2 separate regions of the Dromaius novaehollandiae genome follow, and region 2 is linked to region 1. A link is a contact called in public Hi-C data. All regions are on one chromosome and are shown on one strand. Each heading gives the region's core, a stretch centred on a gene start, on an enhancer-like site or on the middle of the called end of the contact. The rest is flanking DNA. Distances are from core to core; before and after follow the strand shown. Region 1 holds the start of SMAD1 (SMAD family member 1). Region 2 holds the start of MMAA (metabolism of cobalamin associated A).

What was found. A called contact is a pair of places that touch in the nucleus more often than the background predicts.
Region 2: a contact with region 1 is called in a Hi-C map of liver, with 7 times the contacts expected there. The contact joins the promoter of MMAA here to the promoter of SMAD1 in region 1. A contact is called at or near these places in 3 of 4 Hi-C or Micro-C datasets (brain, liver and ovary).

Annotation. Positions count from the first base shown.
Region 1 is chr4:36,831,122-36,837,878 of bDroNov1.hap1, reverse strand. SMAD1 (SMAD family member 1) reads right to left here and starts at 3,658. Exons shown (of 11, transcript XM_026106171.2): 1 at 3,556-3,658; 2 at 1,976-2,045. OTUD4 (OTU deubiquitinase 4) reads left to right here and starts at 3,493. Exons shown (of 22, transcript XM_064510769.1): 1 at 3,493-3,602; 2 at 6,701-6,757.
Region 2 is chr4:36,965,702-36,972,458 of bDroNov1.hap1, reverse strand. MMAA (metabolism of cobalamin associated A) reads right to left here and starts at 2,630. Exons shown (of 7, transcript XM_026106113.2): 1 at 2,510-2,630; 2 at 1,025-1,501. The coding sequence starts at 1,445.

The sequences.
Region 1 (6,757 bases), core at 2,409-4,908:
TAAGAAATGTGACCAATAGGTCATGTGCAGCTCTTACATCCTGTCTTTTTCATTCTGTGTGGGACAGGGGTTGTAATTAGTTACTCTCACAGGAATTCATTTTACAGACTCAAACCAACCCTTCTATTGCTTGCTCTATTGTGCTGAGAAACTAAGTTGTTGGCTGTGACATTAGTTGAGAGTTTTATGGCATTTTTAAGGAATGCTGGCTTGAAATGTTAAGCACCTTGAATCTGATACTGTATGAAGCATACATGGATTTAACACAGAACTAAAGCAGCTAAAGTAATAGGCCAGGAGTTATAGCATTGACCAAACTCTGGAGAAGGCAAAGTGTTACACGATGAGTACTTTTTTTGAAAGATGCTGGTTTCAAACTTAGTAGACTGCACTTCTGCAGTCCCTTGAGATGTAATGAACGTATGTAATACTGGGAGTGTATGATCTTTCAGTTGTGCATACAGCACAAACTTCCAGTCAGCTATAAATAGCATCCAGGAGTAATGCAGCCACTACTATATTCTGCTATTATTACATTATGCTATTCTGCAAGACAAACATGAAATCATGCCTATTCTTTATCAGCAGAATTAAAAATAAGTTTGTCAAGACATACAGATCCATAAAGAAAATTGTTTTTTTCTGAAGATACTCTTATCCCTCTTTAAGCCTGATCCATCGCCTACTAAAGTCAATGGAAATCTTTCTATTGACTCAATTAAATGTTGGACTAAAGTACATAAGCTACCTCTGATGACAGGAAAAATATCATTTTCTTATCACCACGTAACAGTACCTCTTCTTTACTGTTTTATTTACTGTTATAGTATTTTGTGTATATTTTTTTCAAAGCTTCTGCATGAGGAGAGCAACAGTTTTGTTTTGCAGGTATCAGTATGAGCGCACCCTGGGGAAGAAATTTTAAAGATTCACAAAAGAGTCTAAAACCAGGTTTCTACTCTTCCTACCGCCCTAATCCAAGCAGTACAGGTCTCTTTCTAAGCTTATGAAAATGAGTTACTGCCACAAGTCAGTTCACTTAAGGGGCATGAATTTTAAAAAGCATCAACTAGTACACAGAGCTACAATGAATACTCTCACAAACAACAGAATACACTTTAGAAGAGTGGAAGGAATAAAACAAGATTTTTTAAATGCTCAGGATCTATTCATCTGATGGAGCACAATCTTACCAAAAAGGAATTAAACTAAAACTTTGAATATGCTGTTCAGATTTGGTAGAAGGGGTTTGGGATAACCCTAGCGAGTACACAAAAAAAATGGCTTGGAGAGCTGATCTTGCCGAAAAACATCATGGAGCTCAGGGCAGGGGAAGCTTAGCTCTGTCAGCCAGGTCAGTTTTCTCAGTGTACTTCACTGCCTAGCTGTACAGAGCTGTATGACCAAGCAGCTAGCAGCAGCAAAGCATTGTTTCTTTCCACAGCACTACCAGCTTAAATGTATACTGAACTACAGCATGGGAAACATGAGACCAGATACTGATAACCAACTTTCATTAGGTTATTTTTAAGCCTACTGTCTTCAAAAGTACTGTTCACATGCTAACAGCCTATTTAACATACACAGAAAAAGTATATTGAATCAGGCCTTACCAGATCGGTTTACATAACCTGCTGGTTAACTAATGGTTTACATAACCTGATATTCTATTTCCACCAAAAATGGTCATTTCAGACAAAGTTAAACATTTCATAATGAACTATTAAGCAAATAGGCAACCTAAAAAGATTTTTTTAACCAGCCACATTGTGATTTTTTTTACTGTGTGTCCTTAAGTGTTAGACTTTATAATCATCATTGATATTTATTCTAGCTAGATCTAAGTGCTTATTTATTTTTTTATTAATTCCTACTAAATGTTCTGGCTTGATAATATGTTTTAGTGATGAGTTCCTAGCCTAAACAAGCATTTGGTTAAAAAAAGAAAGTCTGAATTTGTTGTACACTTGCTTACCCTTCTCACTGCTTTCCCACTATTGAGTTACAGAAATTCTACATATTTCATCCCATCTGTCATAGTATTTCTGCAAAAGAGTAGTGCAGCATGAGAGTTATCACTTATTATTCATGTAGTTACATACACATACTCAGGGCATAGTTTAACAACTCTCTCTTTGGGCAAAAAGGCAGCCGATGTGATTGCCATGGTCCCTCCTCCCAGTTCAGTACTGGCTCCTGTGACACACCTGTCTTTCTGGGGCCTTAACACATGATAAAAATTACTTGTCAAAAAAAAAAATCCCCTCTTTAAAATGTTTCCTGTTGCATCCCACAATCATTTGTCAGATGCAAATCATTTGTGGGTTCAACTGAGTCCTGAAGGAGGTGAAGGCACTGCTTAAACTGGTCCCACAGCCAAAAATGAAACTTTAATCCAATCACAGCCCGACGCGGGTGTCAAAAGGAACAAAACGCTCGAGCGCTTTGGGCTGCACAAGCGCTGGCTCCGTTTTATGCGACGGCGACACCATCTCTAGGGGCAGGGCCACACTGCCGGCCCGGCCCTCTCCCCGCCGCAGCAACTCTCCCGCCCTGCCCTCCCCCTCCCTTCACCCCACCACCCCGCTGCCGCCTCACCTACCGCACCGCGCCCGTGGGGGGGGCAGACCTCGCCCCCTCGGCGCTCCGCGTGATGCTCCCGACCCTGATTTAAACGACAGCGTCCGACGGGGACCACCCCTCCGACCCCCCCGAGGAGCCCTGGCCACCGGCGCGGCCGCCCGCCGAGCCCCGTGCCGCCGCCCGCGCCCCTCCCCCCGCGGGCGGCCGTTGGGCAGAGCGCGGCGCGCGGCGCCCGCCCCGGGCGGCTCCAACGGCAGCTCCCGCACGGCGCTGGGTTCCCCGCTGCCACCGCGGGGGCAGACTTGTAACTAGGCCAAATTCATGCGTTTTTTTCACACAAGCAGCGTTAAAAAGGATCCATCCCGCGCCTGCAGCTTTCACGCCCTCCCTTCAAAGCACAGAAAGGCATCTGAAGTTGAAGTTGCAGCCTCACTCTGTCGTCCGTGTCAGGGGGCCCGGGGAGGGGGAAGGACACGGCACATGCCGCTTCCTCGGCCCGTGTTGAGGAGCCGCCGCGGCGCCTCAGGCCGCCCGTTTCGGAGATGCTTTGAACCACACCGGGGAAAAACAGCCCAGCTCCCGCTCGCGGAACCGGGTGCCCCGGCGGGGCGGGGATCGCAGAGCAGCACACTTTGACCTGCGCGTTAACCAGAGCCCGCCCGGCCGCCCAGCGCAGACGAGCGCTGACACCGCGCACCCGGCGCTGAACCCGGCCCCACGCGCCTCCCGCGTGCCAGGGCCGGTGGGCGGGTACACGCACACCCCCGCCGCGGGCACAACCGAGCGCGCGGACCGACGCGGTAGGGGGAAGGGACACGTTCCTGGACGGTACCACTGCGGGGGGGAGGAGGAGGACTGCGCGGGCGACTGCCTCTCGGCTCGGCACCACCTGCTTCCTTAAAGCCTCCCACTATATAAAAAAAAAAACCCTCAGGGGAAGCCCACGCCACGTGCCGCGTCTTCCCAAAGCACCTGGGGCGATTCACCGGCTGTCTCCTTCCTCCCCTTTGCGACAAATGGTACGAGCCACAGCCACTCGCACAGGTGTGGCCGGTGGGACAAACCAACCGTGGGCGGGGGGGGGGGGGGCGGGCAAGCGGTGTGGGTGCGCGCGTGCGTGTGTAGAAGAGTGATGAGAAGCGGCGAGGCGGGAGGGCGAGACCGGGACGGGGCTGGCTGCGGCTGCATCATCGCAGAGCGACCGCCGCGGGAGATTGAAGTGCCTGCGCCGCCGCTGGGGCCCTGGCGAGGCGAAAAGGAGGCGGCGCCGCTCCCGCGAGCCGTTTTCCGGCGCGGGGGGGAGGACGAGGGGGGAGCGCGCCCGCCCCTCCTCCGGTAAGTGCCAGTCAGCGGGTGGGGGAGGGGTGCGGGACCCGCCCGGTGGCGGTTGGGGGCGGTTAACTCGTCTGCGTGTGCCCGCACCGAGGGCCGCGCCGGGCCCTTCAGGGGGCGCCGAGCGGGCCCAGCCCGCGCGGATCCGCTCCCAGGGCATGGGCGGCCGGGCCGGGGAAACTGCTCCCCTTGCGTCCGGCTGGGAGGCGGGTGGCGGCGGCAGGCCCCAGGGCCGCCCCCCCCCCCCCCCCCGGGTGCCTGACCCTGGCTCGCCCTGAGTCGCCCCGACGAGATTTGCTAGCTGTAAGGATAGGTGTGTGTTGGTGGGTGTGTGTGTGGTTTTTTTTTTTTTTTTTTTCCTTAATCTGCGCTGTCTGGAGCGGGGAAGGGTGCACGTGAAAGTGGCCGAGAGCTGCGCTCTTCTCAAGGTTGCGCTTTCATGAAAGCGTGAGGCGGCTAGAGGTGGTCGTGCACCACCTTTGGGTGCCCCCATGCCCTGGTGCTGGCCTAGGTGTTAGCACAGCCAGGCAATGAATTGAATCATAAAGCCAATTTTTTTTTCTTTAAGTCTTTAGCTTGAGTCAGTTTTGTGAGCTGAGTGTGCCTGCACTAGTGGTTGGTGCAGGGGAACCACTGATAGCTAGAACTGCTGTTTTTGGTGACAGCACTGGTTAAAGGTGTTTACAATAACTAGTCACTGATTAGCCACACGAGTTATAATTTGGTCATCTTTACCTTGAGGGACCATTCATTTTAATGGTGAGGTGTTTCAGGTGCCTTTTGATTGACGTGTTTCTCTGTATGCCTTTAAAATTGTGCGTGTACTGACCAGACTTTTTTAGTGGGACCTCCACCTTTTTTAGAAATAAATGACTTCTATAGCAGTACATGAGCAAAAATCTGTGTGGATGACCATTGACTGATTGACTTTAGGAGTTGGACACAAAAAGAGCAGGCTTTTGGGGACCTGACAACTATGTGACTCTAATATCAGTTTATTCACTTACTGGAACTACGTTTGCATTCTGTCACGCACAATGATCTTACTTTTTGGGTGACCTCATGTATAAAGGCATGTTGAAGCCTAACCGACATGATGAAAGGCATTTACCTTTCCTCTAACTGGTCTCTGAATCATAGTGACAAAAGGCTGACTGAAATATGAGGGAAGACAAATTTGTGAACATGTTAGAGGATACTTCTGGCATCAAAGGTGACTCATAGAATTAGGGAAAAATGGAATAATCCTAAGAAACTCTGTAACTGGATACTAGTTTGATAGCTCACAAAAGCATCTAGTCTTACCACCTAAATCTACAGGAGAACCAAGTGTTACATGCAGAAATCTGTTACCTTTAATTTCTTAAGTATGGTAGCTGAGTCAGTGCCAGCAATTGTTTACAGTTCAGCATTGCACTGGACTTCTGTCTTTTTGGGGGGAAGTTTGAGCTTTCCCTCCAGTCCCTCACTAGTGCTTATACCTCACACTCCTTGTCTTAAAGGCCTTATATCCCCTTGCTGCTTAACCAGCTCCCTGTGCCTTAGAGCCTCAGGTGTCATCAGGGCTTTCCTTTCCCTTCTCTCAGTTTCTCTGCTCCTTGCTTACAGAGACCTCGAGGAGATGGCTTCTGTTTCCAGTGGACCAGCTTCTTGGTGGCAAAGCTGGGCCTCTTAGGAAGTTTGATACTGCTTATACAGAGCTACTGCAGTACTCAGCCTGGTTTGTAACTCCTGCCTATCCAGTCAGTTGCTATTGTATACAGATCACATCATGGCTTCAGTCATAGCCTTCCCTGGCCTTATTTCTGTTGACTGAAAGTAAAAATTAGGATTTTCATATAACTGTCAGAAAGGAGAATTTTGAGGGTGGTAGCAAAAGGAGGTGGGATGAGAGGATGAGTCTTCTTGGGGTTTCTCATAGTGTCTGCCTTAAGTTCAGTGACCAGAAAGGTCATTCCTTTCCCACTCTTTCTGACTTCAAAATCTGTTAATTTGAACTAAAGAGTAACTGGTAAGATTTTACTTACCTGTCATGTTACTGAGAGCTTTCTAGCTTTCCCCTTAGGTAAGTTACAAATCTACAGTAAAAAAGCCTTACACATTTGGAAAGCTGCCTTCCTTGTCACATTTTATGCACCAAAATCCTTTCTTCCCCCAGCTTCTAAGGGCTGTCCCTGAAATGCCATGCAAAATTTAGGTCGCTTATAATAATAATAAAAAGCATGTTTGTTGCTGCTTGCTGCTGAGAGAAATATTGAATAGAGATGACTCTCTCTTTAATCCTGTTTTTACTATCTCACTTCTACTTCCATCTTCCTGTGGCTGGATTTCAAAAATAATCTTACAGTATAATCTGTTGAGGGAAAACATTATATATATACACATAATATATTTAGATAGGTAGGGTTTAGCTTGTGGACATCCCGGTGTCACTACAGCTAACAAGCAATGGCATAATGCAGTGTCACACACACGAAGAAGTCCTGTTCTGCATGGCACCACAGCCGCTGCCGCTAGAGCAGGCGCGGGGGGGTCCGCAGCCTGCCCCGGGAGCGGCCGGGCTCGGACGCAGGCGGGGAAGCGGCGCTGGCGCTTCGTGCCGGGGCGGCAGGCGTGCGGGCAGCCCGGGGCTCGGGCCGGGGCAGTTCCTGCTTCCTGCCCCTCCGGAACTACAGCTCCCAGAAGCGCCGGGGCTCCCGGCTGAAAGTGAAAATAAACTCCAGGTTGCATCCCCCCCCCCCCCAGTAGTAGCACATGTCCTTTCTCTTTTGTTTCTGCCTTGCAGCCCGGGTGCGTGCTACATCTACGCAAACGCCGGGAATTGCTGCCTGGAGGAAGAGGT
Region 2 (6,757 bases), core at 1,381-3,880, 140 kb before region 1:
AGTCAACATTAAGAAGTTGACAACAATTCGTACTTCATACTTCGGCAAATAAAATGGCATGGCCAGAACCGATACTTTCAACTAAGCAGTTTTAATTGACTTGAAATACAATACGTTGGTTCACCCAAGACAGTGGTGCTTGCTTCACCACCACTCACCCCATCCATTCCAAAATATAATTTGTTAACCCAATTTCATTCTCTCCTCTCAAAAGAAATTAATCTATAATGGCTTATACTTAAAAACTTTTAAAGTGTAATATCCTAAACCTGTATTTTTCAGATTTACTAATTGTTTGTACAAGACATGCTTTAAAAGCAAAAACTCTTACCTTGAAGAGCTGTTATTTCAAAAGTCAGGCAATTTACATGTGATTCAAAGCATCCAAACTAAGATTAGCCTGTTGACCTGCAACAAATATTTCTCATTCCCATACCTAAGTTTTCTTCTTGCTACCTTTGTACACATATATGAGGGGAGAGCAGTAGGCATGACATGCCTTCATAGTCCATCTCTTTGCCAGTGAAAAATAGTTTATGATTTCCAAGAGAACCAGGTTCCACTCTCCTCAGCTGAACAGCAGGCTGCTTTAAGGTAAGGCCACAAAAGAGGAAGGTACGTATTTTTCCTTTTGTGTATTGATGAAGGGATTCAGGAAGCACTCAGAAAAACACATACCTCTCAAAAAGAATGGTCTGCTTGGTTACATCCTTCCCTATCTGAGTGCAGGTAATAGGCTGGAACAATCATGCAAACTGCCAAATGTTTCAGCTCGTAACAGTTACATAAAAACCAAAAAACTCCCAAAACACTGAACAAGCAACAATTATTTTTTAAGAGTTTTTCAAGAGCATTTTTCAGCTCAAGACATGACTCTACCGGACAACAGAAGTGATCTGGATTTGCTACAAACCACAGAAATCAATGATACAAGACTACAGACCATAACGCTTAAAGAGCATAATGAGAAGTGATTGTTATAATTACATCAAAGTAACTACTCGACAGACATAAAAGGACTGACCCACTCTAAAGGCAAGTGGCTTTCCTTGATTTAACTTTTCTTGTTCCCTGTGGTAGGATAAAACCTTCTGAAGAAGCACCTGGGCTACTTTCTTTTTCCTGTGGTGAGTTGACTCTACAAGGGTAATGGCTTCTGCTAAACAGGCTCTATGACCTTGTATTAGTCCACTGTAAAGTTTGTCTACAAGTCCTTGCTCTCTGTCAGAAAGTCCCTCTATCTGCTGGTCAATAGCAGCTTTATGACACAGCTCTCTCTTCAAGCCCTTTAATGAAAACATCTGTTTTGTATAGTACAGGTGCACTGGCATAAGAGATTCGGTGCACAGAAAATCTGATCTGGAGCTGAAGTGAAAGCTCTTGAAGTAAGTCCTTCTAGAAAAATAACAGTGAGGGAATCTCAGCAGTAAAGAAGGGATCTTCATTTTGGTTGGAATTAAAAGTAGCAGAGGTTATCAGTTCACTTCTGTCTGCAGACAGCCTAAGGAGAAAGAGAAAGACGTCACCTCTCCCAAATTACTCAAAACACTTGTAAGCATTCAAGTGAAAAATATGTACAGAGACAATCATTGGCTTTTACTTCATCTGTCCCTACTGTTTTAAATGCAAAATATGGTTCTCTCTTTCCATGGCAAAAACAGAAGAGAAAGAAGCTAGAGAATTTTCAATAGCATAGTATCATTTTGTTATCGTAGTTAAGAACTAAAGCTATTATTTTTAAGAGTACAAAGAGATAAATAAAAAGTACTTTTACATGAGACAGCCACCAAGAGCACACGTACTACCCCAACATCTGGGGACAAACAAAACCAACCAACCCTTGTGTTCACTGAATTTGCCACGTATTCTTCTACTTTTATGTCTGCAGGGATTTTTTAATTGTTATTCAGAACGCTGTTATTCAGGAATTGTTATTCTTCTATACCTCACTTCCAGAAAAAAAGCAGTCAAGACACAGGAACGTTTATAAACCCTATGGGAGGGCAAGGACAAAGCGTCGGCGCCCCTCATCACCACAAGGACAAAGCATCAGTGCCCCTCATCACCACTGCACTCTCTGGGCTTGCTCTGACCGACCTCAGCATCAGCTAAACGGCCAAAACTAACCTAAGCTTCATGTACATAAATATCCTCATCGACAGAGTGTCCCTGCGACTAAAACCAGGAGAGCCTCTCCTCAGAAAAGCAGCAGTTACAGCCACCTTAGGGTACGGGAGAGGCCCCCATTTTTAAATCCTATTTTCTCCCAGGCCCCGCCCCCCCGATGCAACGGCCCCGAGGGCGCGCGCCGTCCAGCCAATCAGCGGGCGGGGAGGGGGCCCGGGCCGCGCCCCGCCCCAACCCTCGGCCCCGGGGGCTGCGGGGAGCCCCGCGCGCGCCAGCACCGCGGGAGCGCGCCGCGCCCCCCACCCTCGCCGCCGGCCCGCGGCGACGCGCGCACCCCATTGCCATGGGGACGGGGCCCGCTCCCCGGTGCCTCATCACCTACTGGTTCCTGCCCCGCCTCCGGGAAGTGACGCCGTCACGTTGAGCCGGAACCCGCAGGGCAGCGTCGCCCCCGACGCGGGCGTCCTCTCTGTGCCGGGCGCCCCAGGGACGGGCCTGCGCATGCGCCGCCGAGGGCGCGCTCGGGCCCCGGTGGCTGAGGCGGGGGGAGACCAGAGCGCCCCGGCCGTTACGACGGTTACGTGGCGTCGCGGTCGCTGCCCGTCCTGGCTTTAACGGAGCGCGTTGCCGTTGCAGCCGGTAGCCCGGCAGGCTCAGAGCGGAAAAGGCTGCACCAGTGCTCCCTAAGCAGGCCCTTCCTAACCACACGTGATAGAAGTGCTTTCCTGGTCCTGAAAATGGATCCTAAACTCTGATCCAGGAGCTTGTTGCTGATCGCAGAAGCCAAGTCATGAACATGGTCAGAGCAGAAATAGACTCTCTAAGGGGAGGTTAAATAGCACATAGATACAGTGAAAGCAATCCATAGTGGCAACCCAATCTCATCAAGTTCGTCCCCTGAAAGTCTCCTCAAGTTTAATGGCTGTTCCTTTCATAAGTATTCCAACTTAGATCTTGAAATAATAGGTTCTTTGCCCTATCCCTAGCTGGAAGGCTGTTACAAAACTCTTCTGATTTGAAACCTTAAGTTTCTAGACTAAATTTATGCATGATCTTTTAATATTCATTGATTTTTTGCAAGACTAAGTATCAGAGAAGGAGAAAAAAAAAAGCTTAAACGCCCAAAGGCAGTTATTCGATCACATTCCTTTTCAGTCTTCATTTTTCCAAGTTAAACAAGCCTAAATTTTTTTTTATCTCTCTAGTCATCTTACCAGCCCTTCTTTGCAACTGTTCTGCTTAAAATAGATAGTATATTTTGTGCATTTATTTAAAAATACATGCATCTGAGCTGTTACCAGTGCCTTACAAGGATACTAACACTTTTCAAGGATTCCATTAGACATGTTTAATCAATCCCACATATCAGATTGGCAATGCAACTGATGAACCATATAGAATAGCAGAAGTTGTTTTCTTGACTGCTGAATAGATGCTTTAATATCATGTGTATGACTCTGGCCCATGAGATTATCATATAGAAAGAACTGAATAATCCACTTCAGAGCTGACAAGGCCTACAGTTCCCATCACTATGCGAGGAAACCATAGCAGAGACAAGAATTCTCATTTCAAAATAGCCTTGTCTAGTCTCTTTAGTCAGAAACTATCATCTCTTCCTTAAACAAGTTTCCTAAGGGTCTCTATTTTAAGTGCTATGCTTAAACCTAGAGAGCCAATCTCCACTATTATTATAAAAACAGCAACATCAAAGAAAGCATTCTGCTATGCTTTCATCACAGATCACTCAGCCGGCATTTTATTCCACTTTCTGTGTGCTTTCATCTTGAGTAATTTTGTTGTTGACCTTGTTGCAAGGACTAGGTGAATGGGGATGCAAAACTGTAGGTCCTGTCAGGTTTGAAGAGGAAAGTGGATTGCTCAGTTCTTTCTATATGATAATCCTGTGGGCCAGGATCATAGGAATGCTGTTAAAGCATGCATTCAGCAGTTAAGAGCACAGCTTCTGCTATTCAGTATAGTGCACCAGTTGCACTGCCAATCTGATATGACCCCAAACAAGTGTGTCCATGTTTTACGGTACTCTTCCTACAAGAACTGTTCCAAGACCATGCACATTGCTGAGGTTAAACTGGGAAATCCTAGTTGTTCAGAAAGTCCCCTCTTTTTCCCCTTCTCCTCAGCTGCATTCTTACAACGAGCAAGTTTACTTTTCTCTAGTCAAAGGCTATCATCCCTGCAGTCAGTTTGATGAAAACACTTGCTACTGCAGTGTCAATTATGTATACCCCCTTTTTCAACATTCTGGAATAGAGATTATGCAGGTCCCCTACAACTGTGTGTTTTTCTATCATCTCTGATTTTATATTACTCTAACCTTATTCAAAACAGGCAACAGGTTCCCTTCAAGCTTGGACCATATCTAAATTCTCCTTAACCTACATTCCTTCTCTTGTATACACTGCACTCATTTCTCCCCTATAGTCTTTTAACGTAGGTGATCAAAATCCATATTTCTTGGTCCTTATTAGGCACAACCCAATGATTTCTGGCCATTCTCCCCAATTTTTTTTTGCCTTCTGATCTCCAACACGTGGAGTTCTCCTGGCTAATGTACTCCTTTTTCCAGTCACTATTAATTCACTTAATGTTTCAGATGAGGTATTCAGGACATATTTCAGTAGCCCTCCACACCACTTCAGCCTCATGCTTGCTTCTCTCACCTCTTTTTTTTTTTTTTTTTTTTTTTTGTATTCACATTTAAGTCATCATCTTTTTCTATTCTCTCTGCTTATTTTCTCCAGTAGTGTCAGAAAAATACTCATCTATAATATGCTATAGTTATTCCACCACAGTCTGAACTTGTCCAGGATTTAAGGAAAACTCGTTTAAACTCAACCTCCTTGCTGCAAATCCACCCCAAATGTTACAGAAAAGTGTACCTCCGGTTACTCGTAAGTGGCAGTCTCCTTTCAGAGCCAAAACTAAATCAAACATAAAGTGTTATAAAGCAGTGTGCCACATGGTAAAGGTATGGAGATGACAAATCTTTGGACAAAGTGTGTAACTGAATCCTGATCATTATAAAATAATAGAAAAAGAGCCTACTGTAACTCCTCACAACAGAAACAGTATTACCATTAGCATCTTTGCCAGAGTGCCCCATGCAAATTTACACTGTTTAACTAGCTTCCCCTTGCAGTTTTAGTTGGATATATGAGCTCTTACTTTCTCTGGCAGCATTTTGATTTCCACTGAGGATTTTCACCTCCTCCTTTAGAAGTCCTGAAGTGATTTGTGTACACATTATTATCACTATAATATTTATTATGTTCATAGACATAGCAACGAGCAATGTGCTGTAAGGGCAAGTATAAAACTAAAAATCTCGCGCTCAAAATGTCTGTGACCTCAGTGAAAATATTAAAAGGAAATTACAACAGTACAAATAATTGGTAAAATTAAATGAACAGCTTCAGCTTGAAACTCATCACACCTTCTTCCTGAAAATATATAGATGTACTTTTACTACAGCTTGGAACTATCTGTTGGTCCCTCCCTCTTTATGTTAGAAGGTCTGGCATGGCTACAGTAACTACTGGTTATGGTTACAGAATTATAAAATTCATATCACTTACATGAAGTGAATTTACATCACTTACATGGTCATTTGTTAGAGATTTCTTAGAGATCATCACTCTATTCTCCCCCTGCTGCCCTTTTCACCTGTGAGGATGGGAAGGGTATATAAGGAGGCCCTGTGCTAGGCTCCCAAATGCCTTCCTCCCCTGCGCCTTACTTCTAAACAAACTTCTCATTCAGGAATACAAATTTAGTGACAATTCCTATGCTAACTAGTTATATTGCACTTGCAGTGTAGCATCTGGCCTTCTTCATTCTCATTTTCATTCTCTCTCTCTCTCTGCTTCCAGCATTTCTCCATTCTGCCTCTAGTAGTCTGTTTACCCTGTTTACTGGCAAATGCATGTTTTTGGCTAGTATAACTGCCAAAAAGTAGTGACAGTAGTAGTGGGACTAGTGGTTTTATTGCTATTGTAAGCAGTTCAAGAAAAAAAAAATCCTTAAACAACATTAGAAGTTTTGGCTGACACAACATAGATCCAAGCTCAGTATCCACACTATCTAGGTGCATCTTGTGAACGCTGCATGCCTATCCCCCCAGCTCCTAGGAACCAGCATTGCAGAACTTCCCTTTTTGTGTCTATCCATTGCCTCCCAATGCACAGGAGAAGTGTGTCTTCAATTGCAACCTACAACAGCTGACCAGAGCAATAAGTAAGTGTCAGTTTGTGGTGCAGGTTAAATCCTACCTGAATATCAGGTTTACTACAATCCCTGCTATAGTACAAACTGAAACTGCAGTGGCTATTGAATGACCACCTCTTCTTTATTTCAAGGGACACCCCTCAATTCATTTCATTTGTCACACAAGCATGGAGAAGACTGAAGCTATGTAACCTTTGCAGAGCAACACCCAGCAATGTAACTGATGATGAAAGCCTTATTTTCAGTAAAGAACACTAGCCTTTCAATAAGAACAGTTTTTGCACTTTAAACAAGAAATTCCTTCTGCATCATCTTAAAGATTAACTGGAGAACTGAAATAAAAACAATAGGAAGTATACTCACATATGAGAGCTTCCCTGTT